Regions from separate parts of the Rattus norvegicus genome. Here region 2 is linked to region 1. Evidence: chromatin contacts called from public Hi-C data. All regions are on one chromosome and are shown on one strand. The core of a region is the stretch at or near the end of the contact, and the rest is flanking DNA. Distances in the headings are between cores, read along the strand shown.

Evidence for each region. Hi-C and Micro-C count contacts between places; a contact is called where the count stands out from the background.
Region 2: a Hi-C map of Schwann cells shows a contact between it and region 1, with 7 times the contacts expected there. The contact joins two enhancer-like sites. A contact is called at or near these places in 3 of 12 Hi-C or Micro-C datasets (the A7r5 cell line, Schwann cells and hepatocytes).

What each region holds. Positions count from the first base shown.
Region 1 is chr6:41,316,934-41,323,590 of GRCr8, forward strand. No RefSeq gene overlaps it. Among named protein-coding and RNA genes, the nearest start is that of Trnav-uac3, 11 kb to the left of the region's middle. Within about 2 kb of position 2,463, at least 5 of the 93 cell types and tissues checked have an H3K27ac peak or open chromatin away from gene starts, as enhancers often do. A contact at or near this core is called in Schwann cells, where this site is marked.
Region 2 is chr6:41,717,348-41,724,004 of GRCr8, forward strand. No RefSeq gene overlaps it. Among named protein-coding and RNA genes, the nearest start is that of Ddx1, 36 kb to the right of the region's middle. Within about 2 kb of position 3,099, at least 10 of the 93 cell types and tissues checked have an H3K27ac peak or open chromatin away from gene starts, as enhancers often do. A contact at or near this core is called in Schwann cells, where this site is marked.

The sequences.
Region 1 (6,657 bases), core at 1,213-3,712:
GGCTGTGCTGTGCTCGCTTTTAGTTCGTTTGTTTTTGTTTTCCAAGATGGGGGTTTCTCTATGTAGCCCTGGCTGTCCTGGAACTCACTCTGTGGACCAGGCTGGCCTCAAACCCAGAGATCCTCCTGCCTCTGCCTCCCAAGTGCTGGGATTAAGGGTGTGTGCCACCACTGTCCGGCGACTTTTTCATTACTTTCCTACTCTTATATCTTTGGACATGGCTTCATTCCTCCACCACCACCCCGACCCCCACCAGAAGCCTCGGTTTCCTCTTGTGTACGCCGATACCTGCTGTGCCCTGCATGACATCCACAACATTACTTGATAGACAGCCTGGGAAGAGCTATGAGAATGTTACTAAGGTCACTGCCCATTTGCTATTACAGACCCTAGTGCCAGAAAACCCGGAGCCAGGAATACCTCTATTTCCTGCTATATCTCGGACAAGTTGCTTCTTTTTCAACCAGAAAGAGAACCAGGTTGGCTGAATGGAAAAAAAAAAAAAAAAAAAAAAAAAAAGGTGAGAACTAGGTGTTTTCCATCCAGAGGACTTTGTGCATAGTCACCAGACTGGGTGGGGCTAAGATTACACTAGAATGTCAGTCAATAATCTGCTTCCTTAGTCTCCAAAGACCTTCTGGAGGGGGAAAAAAAGGAAAGACCTGAGTCATGGCTGAAGACTGGAGAGTGAAACAGAAAAAACTATGTTAAAAAGTTCTTGGAAAGCCAAACGGAAGTAGCTTGATTTGCATCCATGTTTGGGACTTGACTGCTGTCAGTTCCATTCCCATAACCAGGTATAAGTTGGGTGCCGCAGTGCCCTCTACCTATAGAAGCACCACCTATGTGAACCTGTGACCAAATGATGAGCTTCCCTTGACACCCTCATTCTTCTTTTGACAAAAACGAGAGCCTGGGAAGTTCATGAGACTCCGGTTTATTGATATTCAGACTTAGCCACCTTTCTTCTACTTGGTCAATAGATTCTTAGAAAAGACCTACTTTAACCTGGCCCAGAGATCCTGCCCAGAAACTTGGGAGGTTAAGACACGAACAAGAATCAAGAACTAGTCAGATTCTCAACTGAGGGATGGGCACCAGATAATCCACCTAGGGCAGATCTAAGGCCAAGCCTATGCAAAAAAAAAAAAAAAAAAAAAAAAAAAAAAAAAAAAGTAACTGAGGCAGACAGATCAGAAAAGGCTTCCTGAAGGAGGCGACTTTGCACCAATGTTGATGACTAATGGAATTCATTAACAGATAAGTGTGGAGAATCCAGGAATACAAGGCCTTCTGCATCCTGTGCTCATTTCCAGGACGCTGAGGAAAGGAAATATATTCACACCTTCCCTGTGCAGTCTAGGCTGAGGTTTCCTGGCCACTTCTCTTAGACAGATAATCACAGCTTCTCTCATGGAGTTGAACGAATCCTTGCAAACACCTTGATACGGTGCTCGAGGATGAGGGCTTCCACACAGCAGGATTCTGGAATGCCTTGGTCTTCAAGTTTCCTGTTAAAACAGTGCCCTCTGCCAGAGTTGTCCCATCTTCATCTGGGACCCAGATTCCTGTGCCATACAAACTGTTTCAGTGTATGATCGGGTGTTCTCTGCCGGTTTTGCTGTGGCGACTGCAAATTTAAGCAGATACACAATGGGCCCTTTGTTCTTTTCTCATACTTTACTGTGCAGACCAAGAAATGATTACTAGAAATGCATAGGCATGTCTGTTGGGAAACTTCTGTCTCCTCTGTAGCTCAGAATTGCACTATAGAGGACGTCATCAGACTTACAGCTAGCTGGGGGTAACAGTGTGGCTGCAGCTGCCCATGTGGAGTCCTCTCTCTCTGGTTTCAGACATGAGCTTTGTTGCCTCCAACTGTCTGTCTTTTTACTAATTGGTCCATCTTTTAATAGGTCATCGTTCTTTCTTTACATCTTTACCGTCTTTCTATACAATCTGTCGGTCAAGTTATCTTTCCCGTTTAACTTGCAGCTTTCAATTGACTGTGTTTTTCTGTCTAGAAAGGAAACAGTCCCATGGGAAAAGATAAGTGTGAGACAAGGGTGGCTAGGGTCCTATCTTTGAGGTGTCCCGCCTTATACAAAGAACTTTTTAATGAATTGTTTTTCCTTCCCAAAGGAAGACATATGTAATCTCCCCCCAGAGGGTTCTCAATTCTTAGCCGGGGAAGATAGAGAACACTTGCAACCCCTCCGCTTCTCAATCCCAAGTCTTTGAAAGCTAAAGCAGGATAAAGACAGACTTTCTGGTAAATGTCGTAATAAGAATTCTAGACTGCAGTGTAAGACTCGTCTGCACATTCTCACTGAGGAAGTGAATTGCCTTGGATTTTCATAGGCCAGTCTAGAATTCTCGGGAAGGGCTCCCTTTATCCCTAGACTGCCTTTGATGACACACAACCTTTGACCCTGATCAATGCATCCTCCTCCCCAGCCGCAAAGGCCAGAGCGGCTCTCTCAGCGCCCAGAGGAAGAGCGGGCATTCGGCCCTGACCTCTCCCCCTGCCCCTAACCTCACTGATAATTGAGCTTTCCCTCCGTGCTCGCCAGCAGCTCACCACACAAAGGAACTGGCCCCTCCTTACCCCGTCTTTTCCGAGATGAAACCATGAGCCGAATCTGTTCAGCTAACAGCAGCATCCGGTAGGGAACACACACAGGAGGGTCAGCTCTACGGACCCTGGCCCCTTCATTTCACCCTGGCCCTCCCAGCACCTCCCACGCCCCCAACACAGGCTGTTTGACCCAACACTGTTTGTCCCTCCAATTGCAGCTCTTAGACAGAGGGCAAGGTCTCCCTTGCAAGATGTTTATGTTGCAGAGTAGTTTAGAGAACACACACATATTCTATACAAATACTGCACATACATATATACACATGCGTACCACACACACTGGAACACATGTATATATACATACGCACACCATGCACTGCCCACATCCATGAAACACTGTACATATGCACACCATACACTATGCACACACACACACACATATATATATATACTATGCACATCACACACTCATCATACACTGCACACCACACTCATCATTCACTGCACACATATATACACACACCATACATATCAAACTCATGGGCACACACTTCATATAGACACCACACACATGCACACACACACACATACCACATATACTACTCACATCACATGCATACATGCATATAATATACATCATACATGTGTGCACACATACCATATATACATGCATACCATAAACACATACTATACCACACCATACATGTACATATACATATATGCACACCACATAAATCATAGATGCATGCAACATGCATCTCATATGCAAACCACACATACCACATACCCCATACCACACACACATGTCAAACACCAGACACGCATATCACATCTTTTCTTAAAGGTATATTTTCTTAAAAGCATGTTTCCAAGCATTTTAAAAACTGAAACCAAATTAAAGAGAATTTAAAATGATCTCCCTTCGCTATCCTTTCAATCTTTGTAAATGGTCTTATTTTAAAATAAAGTGGCAAATAAGCCCTTTAGACACATTTCCCCACCTGGGTTTGCCTTCCCAGCAGAACAGGATGGATAGCTAGGGTCACTGCAGTGACCACTGCTGAAGAAACACCGTGCTGGGGTGGGAGCCAAGTTCATGACCACAGCATCAGCACAGCCCCAGGAGACTTGCTGCCTGAGAAAGACAGGAAATGGAGAGTCCTCAGGTGCCCTCCCTGCCCTTGGGAGCTCTATTTGCTGCATGATGAATAATAATGACTTCATTTGCATGACAGTCTCCTCTAACCCACACTTCTCTGACATACCTTCATTCTGTTCCAAGAAACCAAAGGGCAGAGAATTTGCCCAAGGTCACCCACTTACTTGGCACCAAGTTTTCAGACTCTGCTTGGGACTAGGAGCTATCTGGAGTATCTCATGGCTTCCACAGGACACAGGAGGAAGAGGAAGTGTCTGGGATAAGATACAGAGGAGAAAACCCAGAAGCAAAGACAGCTAAGACAGCCAGGGAAGTTGAAACCTGGTCTCAGAGGATGCTTTGCATGTGGGAGGAGGGGCCTCATCTGAGTCTTAAGGGCATCCATCACCTCATCAGGAGTTCCTAATAGAAAGAAAAGGAGACATGCGTCTAGAGGGGATCTGTCTGAGAAGAAGTCCCAGAAAAAGGAAGTCTTTACCATAGTGAGCCAAGATACCTGTAGGTGCTCCCTGTGTCTATGAGATACTACAGGAAAAACAAGAATCCTGCCACATCTAGAATTGAAATCTGAACAAACAAAGCCAGGGCACGGTGGGCTTAGACACAAGTTTTGTCTTCTTACCATGGATTCAGGCATGAGTTATTGAGCCCCCTTCAGAGACCCAAATTGTGGTTCAGCCTAATGAGTGATGTGTAATGGTGGAGGCCCAGGTGAAGGACACGCCCCAAGTCACTTGGGTGAAGTACTTGCACATTCTCAAGTCAGAGGGAGTAAAAGATGTGGGTCCTTTGTTTATATAATGCCAAGAGTTCACCCTGAATACTAGGCCTATCACCTATCACCTGGCACTTCCCATCCCTCGTGGGCTGGCACTCAGCTAGGAGCTCAACCCCACGTGCAGTCACACGTGGACTCTCCAGAAGCCCCCTTCAGCCTTCAAATTATGAGTGAGGTCTTACCTTGAGGTCAGTTTGTCCTGACACTCAGATGTTAGCCAGAGCTCTGTGGAGAAGCAGTACCAATAAGAAAAAAATATAAATAGGTAGGTAAACAGATAGATAATGATAGATGATAGATAGATAGATAGATAGATAGATAGATAGATAGATAGATAGATAGATAAGACATGAGAAAAAGAGAGAGACTTGACTTAAAGAATGGATCCATGAGGTTAAAAGGATGGCTCAGTGGGTAAGAGCTCTTGTAAGAACGAGGACCAAAGTTTGAATCTCAAAACCCACATAACTGCCTGTAGCCACATGCCTGTAAATTTGGTATGTTAGTGGGTGAAGACAGGAGAATTTCTGGAACTTGCTGAGACTTACTGCCTGCCAGCCTAGCTCAAGGTTTAGTGAGAAAGACCCTGCCTCAAAGAAATAAGGCACAGAATGATAGAGTAGGACACTTGACATCTTCTGGCCTCCACACAGCTGCACATATAAATATACCATATACACATACATGACAACACACACACATGAATTGCCTTACATGATTACTGTGGATACAAATGAGTCTGAATTCTACATGTCAGACTAGAGAGTCAGAATCCAGTTGATGCTGCCTGCAGTCTTGAGACGAAGTCTTTCTTTCGAAAGGAAGTACACCTTTTCTCTCGAACCCTGAAAGGTAATACAGTTTCTTTATTGACTACTGACTTTAATACTAATCTTACCAAAAAAAAAAATTCTTTGCAACAAGAATCATTACCTTGGTCTTTGACTAAGCAAATGGGCACTGTAGCATAGTCAAGATAACATACAAAATCAGTGATCACACTCCCCAGGTCTGCAGTGTAGAAAGAGTTCAGTCTAGGTGAGGGTCAGCAGGAAAGAAAGCCAGCAGAAAGAGCAACAAACTTAAAAACAAACTCTAAGCTTTGTTTAAGCACATATCTGGCTCATCCCAGAGGCTGCAGAAGAGCTCCACTGAACATTCCACTCACCATGGGCTCCGGCTTTGATGCTACCTCTTCATCCACCAGGGTAGTCTCAAGTGTTTCCTATATGGTTGCTATGTGCATATGTCTTTTCTGATTGGCATGCCCCCTTCATCATGGTATTTGTCCAAAGGACATATGGCTGAGTGAATAGCTGGCTTCATTCTGGGCTATGACCCCACTGAGGTCCCTCATCAAATCTGTCTCTTCCCTCGATGCTGCATGGTGACTTGGCAGAGCCACCATATCCACTTCAGTGAGTAAATCAGTTTCCTTAGGGAGGACTTCCAGATCCCTTTGCCATGCAGTAGAGCAGAGCACCTGGGGTGTGGCAATCGTTCCCTAAATATAGATGCTAAAAGTTCCCATTCCCTGGCAAAGCACTTCTGTGATACGGCCTCTCACCCTGTAAATTTTATGAGTTGCCATGGGGGTGCTGGGAACTAAACCCTGGTCCTTTGGAAGAGTATCCAGTGCTCTCAACCACTGACCCATCTCCTCAGCCCCTTCAGGTTAGAGTTTTAAGGACTGAACAGGATGAAGCATTAAAAGAACAATATTATTTGCAATACTTCAAAAGGCAATGTACAGAGCTGGAGAGATAGCTTAGCAGTTAAGAGTTCTTCTAAAGACTGTTCTTCTAAAGGACTCCAGTTCAAATCCCAGCAACAACAACATGCCAGTTCACCCTCACACAGACATACATGGAGGCAGAAGACCAGTGTAAGCAAACAAAACAAAAAAGGCAATATGCATAGCGACACATCTTAGAGAGTCGCATTGAAGGTTCAGAGCAAATGCCTTGGGACAGTTGCCTATGAAGAGAGGGTTTTGGCAATGCTAAAGGGCACTTTAACAGAAGTAGAGGAACTTAGAGCATACTGACAAGCAGTATGAGCTAGAAAAATGGACCTCTGCTCTGTACACTGAGGCCCAGACACAGGGAAAAGAATCATATTGACAGAGGCTACAACTGCCTC
Region 2 (6,657 bases), core at 1,849-4,348, 400 kb after region 1:
CATCCTGGGGGATGCTCTCTGCGCACTAGAGGGATGTGTATTCTGCTGTTGGGGCCTCTAAAGATTGAGTCTTCTCAGCTTATATTCCTTTACAATTAAGTCTTTCTGATTCCTGTTGAAAACCAGGTATTGGAGTATCTAAATAGTATTCTTGAGTGGTTACCTTTGTTACTTTAAACCACGGTTTCCTTAAAGGACAATAACTATTCCTGCTTCACAAAGGGGTAAAGAATTAAAAAATACTCTGGGTGGTAGTGCATGCCTTTAATTCTAGCACTGGGTAGGTAGTGGCGAACAGATCTGTGAGTTCAAGGCCAGTCTGGTCTACAGAACAAGTTCCAGGATAGCGATAGATAGATAGATAGATAGATAGATAGATAGATAGATAGATAGGTAGATAGATAGATAGACAGACAGATGAATGGGTTGGTGGATGGACAGACAGATAGGCAGGCAGGCAGAAAACCAAGACACAGCCTGCACAGTGAGCACTGCTGCAGTGCCTCTGGATGACTGGCAGTGCACAGTGGTGGGAAGAAAGATTTCCTCCCAGTAGCTGGTTCTGCAGGGTAGCTGGCTGGTTTTGAGTTCCATCAACACGGCTTTAGTCTGAGGGAAATAGTCGAGGCTCAGCCCTGTATTCGCTACAGACTAATTTCCAAGATATGCCTATCTCCCGTCTTAAAAAAACAAAACAAAACAAAACAAAACAAGCTAACAGATTCTAACTTCTCATCCTAACTGTGCTAGCTGGTTCTCATGGGAGGGTCTTGTCACTTACCTACTCCCCTCTCCTCCCTTTCTTTTCCCAGTTTAACAAATGCCTGCTAGTCAGACTGTGTCATGGGTCCAGAGGATCCTGAAAGCAGGCCTGCTTTAAACACCCTTCTCTCTGCAGCAAGAGGCACTATGTCTAAGCAGGTAAATAAAATGCAGGAAATGTACACTCTAGGAACAGAAGGAACAAAAGGTTTGGAGCACACATAAAGGCAGAGGTGACTTGCCTAGTAGGGAGGGGATTGAGGAGAAGCAGAAAGCGTAGTTCCCAACAAAGCATTAACAAAAGCTGACAAGAAGTGCGGTCCTCGATAGATAGCAGCTTGGGTTTCATAACCCTCCCTGCCCCTGCCAGCCCTCTTAGGTGGGAGGGGCCCAGGGGAGGAAAACAAGAGGATGTAACACTAAGTGAGTCATCCAGCCTCAAATAACCGAGAGCTGCTAAAGCAGAAAGTTCTCAACTTGGAAGTGTGCCAGCTTCAGCGCTGCAAAAATAGCCATGATGAATTCACATATTTCTTGCGAGTGTGTCGGTCCATCGTACCAGTGAAATCTCAGCCATAGCAAATTGGAATTTGGGGCCCATATGCTCAAAATCATGCTCAGATTTTGGTCAAAGGTTTTCTTGAGAAAGCTAAAAAAGCTGTATTTTTCTACTGAAAGTGGTCTATTCTCTCATTCTGTTGGGGTTATTAAGACTGTGGGATATTGTTTCCTGCTTGGAGTGAAAGGCCTCTTGGTGTTTTTCTGTTGGAGGTCTCCGTGTCTATCACCTCAGCAGAAGAGTCCCGTCAGTTGGAAAATGCCCCATAACGTGAGGATGTCTGCACACTGTAGAGAGGTAGTGTAGCTCAGAGGCCTTTCGCTCGAGCATGGGTCTCAGCTTCCCTGATGCTGCAACTTTTTAATACAGTTCCTGATGCTGTGGTGACCCCCCAACTATAAAATCATTTCGTTGCTACTTCAGAACTGTAGTGTTGCTTCTGTTACGAACTGTAATATAAATGTCTGATATGCGATCCCTTTAGTGACCCACAGGTTGAGAACCACTGCACTAGGAGCACCTTGATCCTCCTGGAATAGGTGTGTGCCAGTTTTAGGGAGTTTTGAGTTAACTTATAATGTGTAGGGGAGACAAAGAGATGAGCAGAGGTTTTCCTGGAGGGGCCCAGCAGGAAAACCTACCTTCCAGGGCTTGAGAAACTCAACATCCACGACTCTTGGGCCTCAGGCTCCTTACCTGACAAAAGGATAGCCTGGCTCTTACACGAGTCAGAATACAAAACATCTGGCTTCTAGGTGGCACTCCAGGGCTGACTTTGCACTCAAGGGGGTGGATAGGATGACTCAGGGCTCCGACACTGGGTAAGATCTTGACAGTCAAGAAGGTGGGAAGCTCTCCCAGCAGGCAGCCGAACAAGAATAAAGGCAGTCACAGTGCCATTACTAATAGCTACCCTCTCGGTGCTTAGGCTTCCTCGCCTTTAGGAGGGAAAGGTGTAGGTAACCTAGCTTCTGGGTTTTAGGACTGAACCAGAATGGGCACGTAGAATGCTGCTAAGTTCACAGTATAGACCAATAAGTGTTACCAGTTGCTTTTACATGGGGTGGGGGTGAGAAGACCAGGTGGCTGGTATGAACTGAGAGGATTTAAGGAGGAAGGTTTGGAAATAAATTGTAGAGGACTTTGAGTGCCCATCTTAGGTTGGATTTAATTAGTAGAGGCCTATCTCATTTTCTTGGGTGGGTTTGACACAGATTGATAAGCATACAACAGTAAGTGTAAGTTTAACCATGCATTCAATCGTAGAAACCAAATGGATTCCTGTCACAGATTTAAATGGCCCCAGCAGAGGATGCTCTTGAGTTGGTGACTCGGTTCTGCTTCCAGCACCTAAGCAGGTATTCACTGATAGCAGAAGCTATAACAGCTAGTGAGACGGCTCAGCACTTCAGAGCAGTTGTTGCTCTTGCAAAGGACCTGGGTTTGGTTCCAGCACTCATATGTTGGCTCATTTGTAAATCCAGTTCCAGGGGATACAACGTCATCCTGAGAGCTCCACAGGTACCAGGCTCGTAAAATATGTACATACATCAAGTAAAGTTAAAAAAAAAGGAAGGAAACTAGACGTCACTTGCTGAGAAGGGAGATTCTGAAAGATTCTCAATGTTTTGAGCGGTCAACTGAGTCCTCATGAGCTGCCATCTCAAGTGACTAAGCTCATTGTCTGTGCTGTGCAAGCCCACACATCCTGCCCTTGTCCTCACCCATACCCACCCAGAGGCAGGCAAGTCCACTAGGGCCATTCCACAAATTTCTAGCATGCTCTCAAGGGGCAGTGGCGTAGTTCCTAGGATCAGCTGTGAAGGAGGCAGGAGGCCGGTGGGTGTCAGCAATTAGTTATCGTGATGCCCACACCCTTCATTCAGAGCTGGCCTTTCAGAGACTAGCTGAATCAAAGGAAATGACTGAGAAAAAGCACTCCAAGTTCTGGAGATGTTAATGAGCGCAGCAATTAGCATAAGCAGGATCCTGACACGTATGGAAATTCTTTATACAGAGAAGTCTCCAATGGTGGGTGGGCCCAAGAGAAGGCTGGGGTGGTGGTCCACCCTACTGTGACAGGAGGAACCACCCAGGCACTAACCATGTGGGGCCAATTTGTTGAGGAAAAAAAAATCCCAATTCACACTTCTTGGCCTTCAAGATCTAGGTTTAAAAAAAAAAAAAAAAAAGACCACAGCCTCTGACAAATGTAATGAGGAAATAATTCCTTGGAATCTGTGAATTTGCTTAGATGGGAAAGAGGCAAGTCAGGTAATCCTTAAGTGACCCCAAGTGGTAAAAATACACCAGCACATGTGTTCAGGCCTCTGTGGGTATTCATGGCGTGACACTAGCACCACCTAGTGTACTCGGCTGGAAACGAGCCACAGACCCACAGACCTGACCCTGGTTGTCTCCACTATCATGTCTGTCTTACTCGGCAGGGCTTTCCCGGTGCTGAGTTGTGAGTCAATAGCAGTGGGGAAATGAGTAACAATTTATGGATGGACATACATTACAAGATTTGTTATTACAGCCTACAGCACTAATACCAATATTTTAAGTAAATAGTATGTAATGATACGGATATGATCCAATTTCTCCAAATTGCCTGGCTTTTAAGTGCCAAACAAAATATCTCAAACTGTAGTCTGAGACTGTAAGGCGGTTCTCGCTCAATCACATCTAAGAGTTCTTTAGCAAGCTCTTGTAAATCTGACTGTGGCTAAGCGTGCCATTTCATGAACTTTAAATGGCTTCTACAGAGCTTTGTTGCTTGCCCCCTTTGCAATAATTCCCTCCCAGTACAGGACTCGAGCTGGTTCCTTCCACTCCAGCACCACTTTGGCTAAACACAGAATTTTCCCTTTTATACCCAGTCATACTTTAAGTAGCTAACATTTGAGAGGATCCAGGAAGTCACAATATCCATGGAGTCCATCAGTCATGATGGATATCCTACTCCAATCACTTTCCTTTTCTAATCAGTTGTCTATCCCAGATTCTCTTCTACAAAACCCTGAAAACACACGCACGCACGCACGCACGCACGCACGCACGCACGCACAGGCACACGTACACACATGCATGCATAGAGGATAAATCAGGCTCCACTTTAAGCAGATTGCTAACATCACCTGGGACACCCAAGGCCTATTCCTCCCAGAGCAGTCAAAGCAGAGTTCCTGGATTCGGGGTACAGACCCTGCACTCATTTAAGGAATCTGGCTGTCATGGCCTTTGAGTCATCTTAGGGCAAAAATCTGCCATGAGAATGAATGCTGTGAGCTACTTCTGTGTTTCTCCAATGGTCCCTTGGCAATCTCAGTTGGCTAAAATGCAGATATTGTGGGTCCCCCCCTTGAGCTAACAGACAGACTCTGATGTGAGTGAGCTAAAGAGAAGTCTGTGTCTATTACTGGGTTGAGATGCCGATCTCCTAGATTCCAAAACCTTCGGATTTCTCTCAATAGTTTAACCAGAAGTGGAATATCAGAAGAAAAAAAAAAAGTAACTACAACTTTAAAGGATATTAAACGAATCTAAAACAACTGAACAGAAATTGACAGGAAAAATATTCCATCTTTTCCTCTCCTATAGGAACCAGCCCCTTATAGTGCCCTATCTCCCCCCAACCCCAAGAAGGACCCTATAAATCCCATCCTCTCCTCCCGCCTGAAGGAACCCCCTGTAGTTCCCTCATCTCTTCCTCCCTTGAAAGGCATCCTCCACAACAGCAAAATAGTATCCCTCCCTTTCCTTCCTGTACCATTACATTTCTGTTCGACTATTCCTTCCTCCCCTCCCACAAAAACAGACCATGTCGGGACTGCTACTAGTCCTCTGGAAAATGCCGTCATCTACAGTCAAATGATAAGACTGCTGTGAGGGATCTACCCTGGGTTTCCTTGTGTGTTTACCTACATTTTTTTTTCTTTTCATTTCATGTATCTTATTCAAATGGCAAGGAAGCACATATCCTCTCTGTAAGTCAAAACAAGGCAAGGAATGTGACTAAACGGTTTTGCCCATTTCCAATTGGCCAAGAACCAATTCTCTTCTTTCTTTTCAAAACTGGGGCAGGCTGAGTCATTGCCACATAGTTCTACCTTGAAAAGGAAAAAAAGAAAAAAGACCAACTTCAAGCTTAGATCTTAGTTTACATTTATCTTATAACCCATAATATGGCGGCAGGGGGTAGATGGTGCTGGTGGCAGCCACAGGGAGAGAGCAAAGTAAAGAGTCAAGTAGGAAGCACCTCCTGTCTGCTTCTCACTAGCACTGATCTACACTCAAGGTTTAGGTACAATTTCTACTTTAGTTCATAAAATACATTCCACGGGGCTCTTCCTGGGCTGTGAATGTGAATGTCGATCAGCCCAACCCTTTCAGAAAGTAATCTGGCACCGGCAGGCCTGAAAAATATCCACAATGTTCAGTCCTCGATTCAGTGTTTAGACACCATTCTAAGAATACACACACCACAGTACTGTAGGTAATGCAAAAACGATGAAAATAGTGTAAGTAACAAGAAATACTGTAAGAGGACATCTCACCTACTCAACTTTTGCTGAGCGCCCAATAGGCCGCAGACTGATGCAAATTATTCTTGTTTTCATGAAGAACTCTCAGCTTAGAGAAGCTAGCGAGCTTGCCCTCCGCTATACTGAAAGCATGGGTTCACACAGATCCCATCCGGGTCTACTGTGAAGCTCACGTGCTTTAACTTCCCAGTAGTACCCGCCCATCAGCAGTGGGAGCGTTCTCACATAAACCATCACTGGATCTCGATGGACTGCTACAAGCTTATTAAGAGTGGAAATACACCCCAACTCCCCAAGCACAAACCCACTCCAGTCACTATGCAGGGGTGGCCCAAAGATGGTGGCTAAGGCCACACCCATGGCGCACTGAAATGGAGTGAGCCATAGCGTTTGTTTAGAGAAGAATGACCCGGGCCTCTGAGCAGCACAGACAATAAGGAAGCTGAGTCAGAAACACTACCATTTACAAGTTAATATTTAACATGGTCTAGCCTCTCCAGGGTCTCTGGTGCTCTGAGGCAGATGCCAAAGTTCTGTGACCAAGATCTGACCATGCAGCAGCTCAGATAAGATCCAGTTACTCTACCCAACAATCCAGAGAGTGGCCAACTATTTCCTAGGGTCAGCCTGGCCTTCTCAGGTCTCCCTGCCATTTCCCAAGTTATCACACTGAACTAATGTATCTGCTAGCTCACTAAGTACTGCGTCGATGGCCAGGCCGAGTGAGGGGAAGGACAGAAGGAGGCACAGAAGTGCTACTCACACCCACTGATGGAAGGCTGGGAAGGA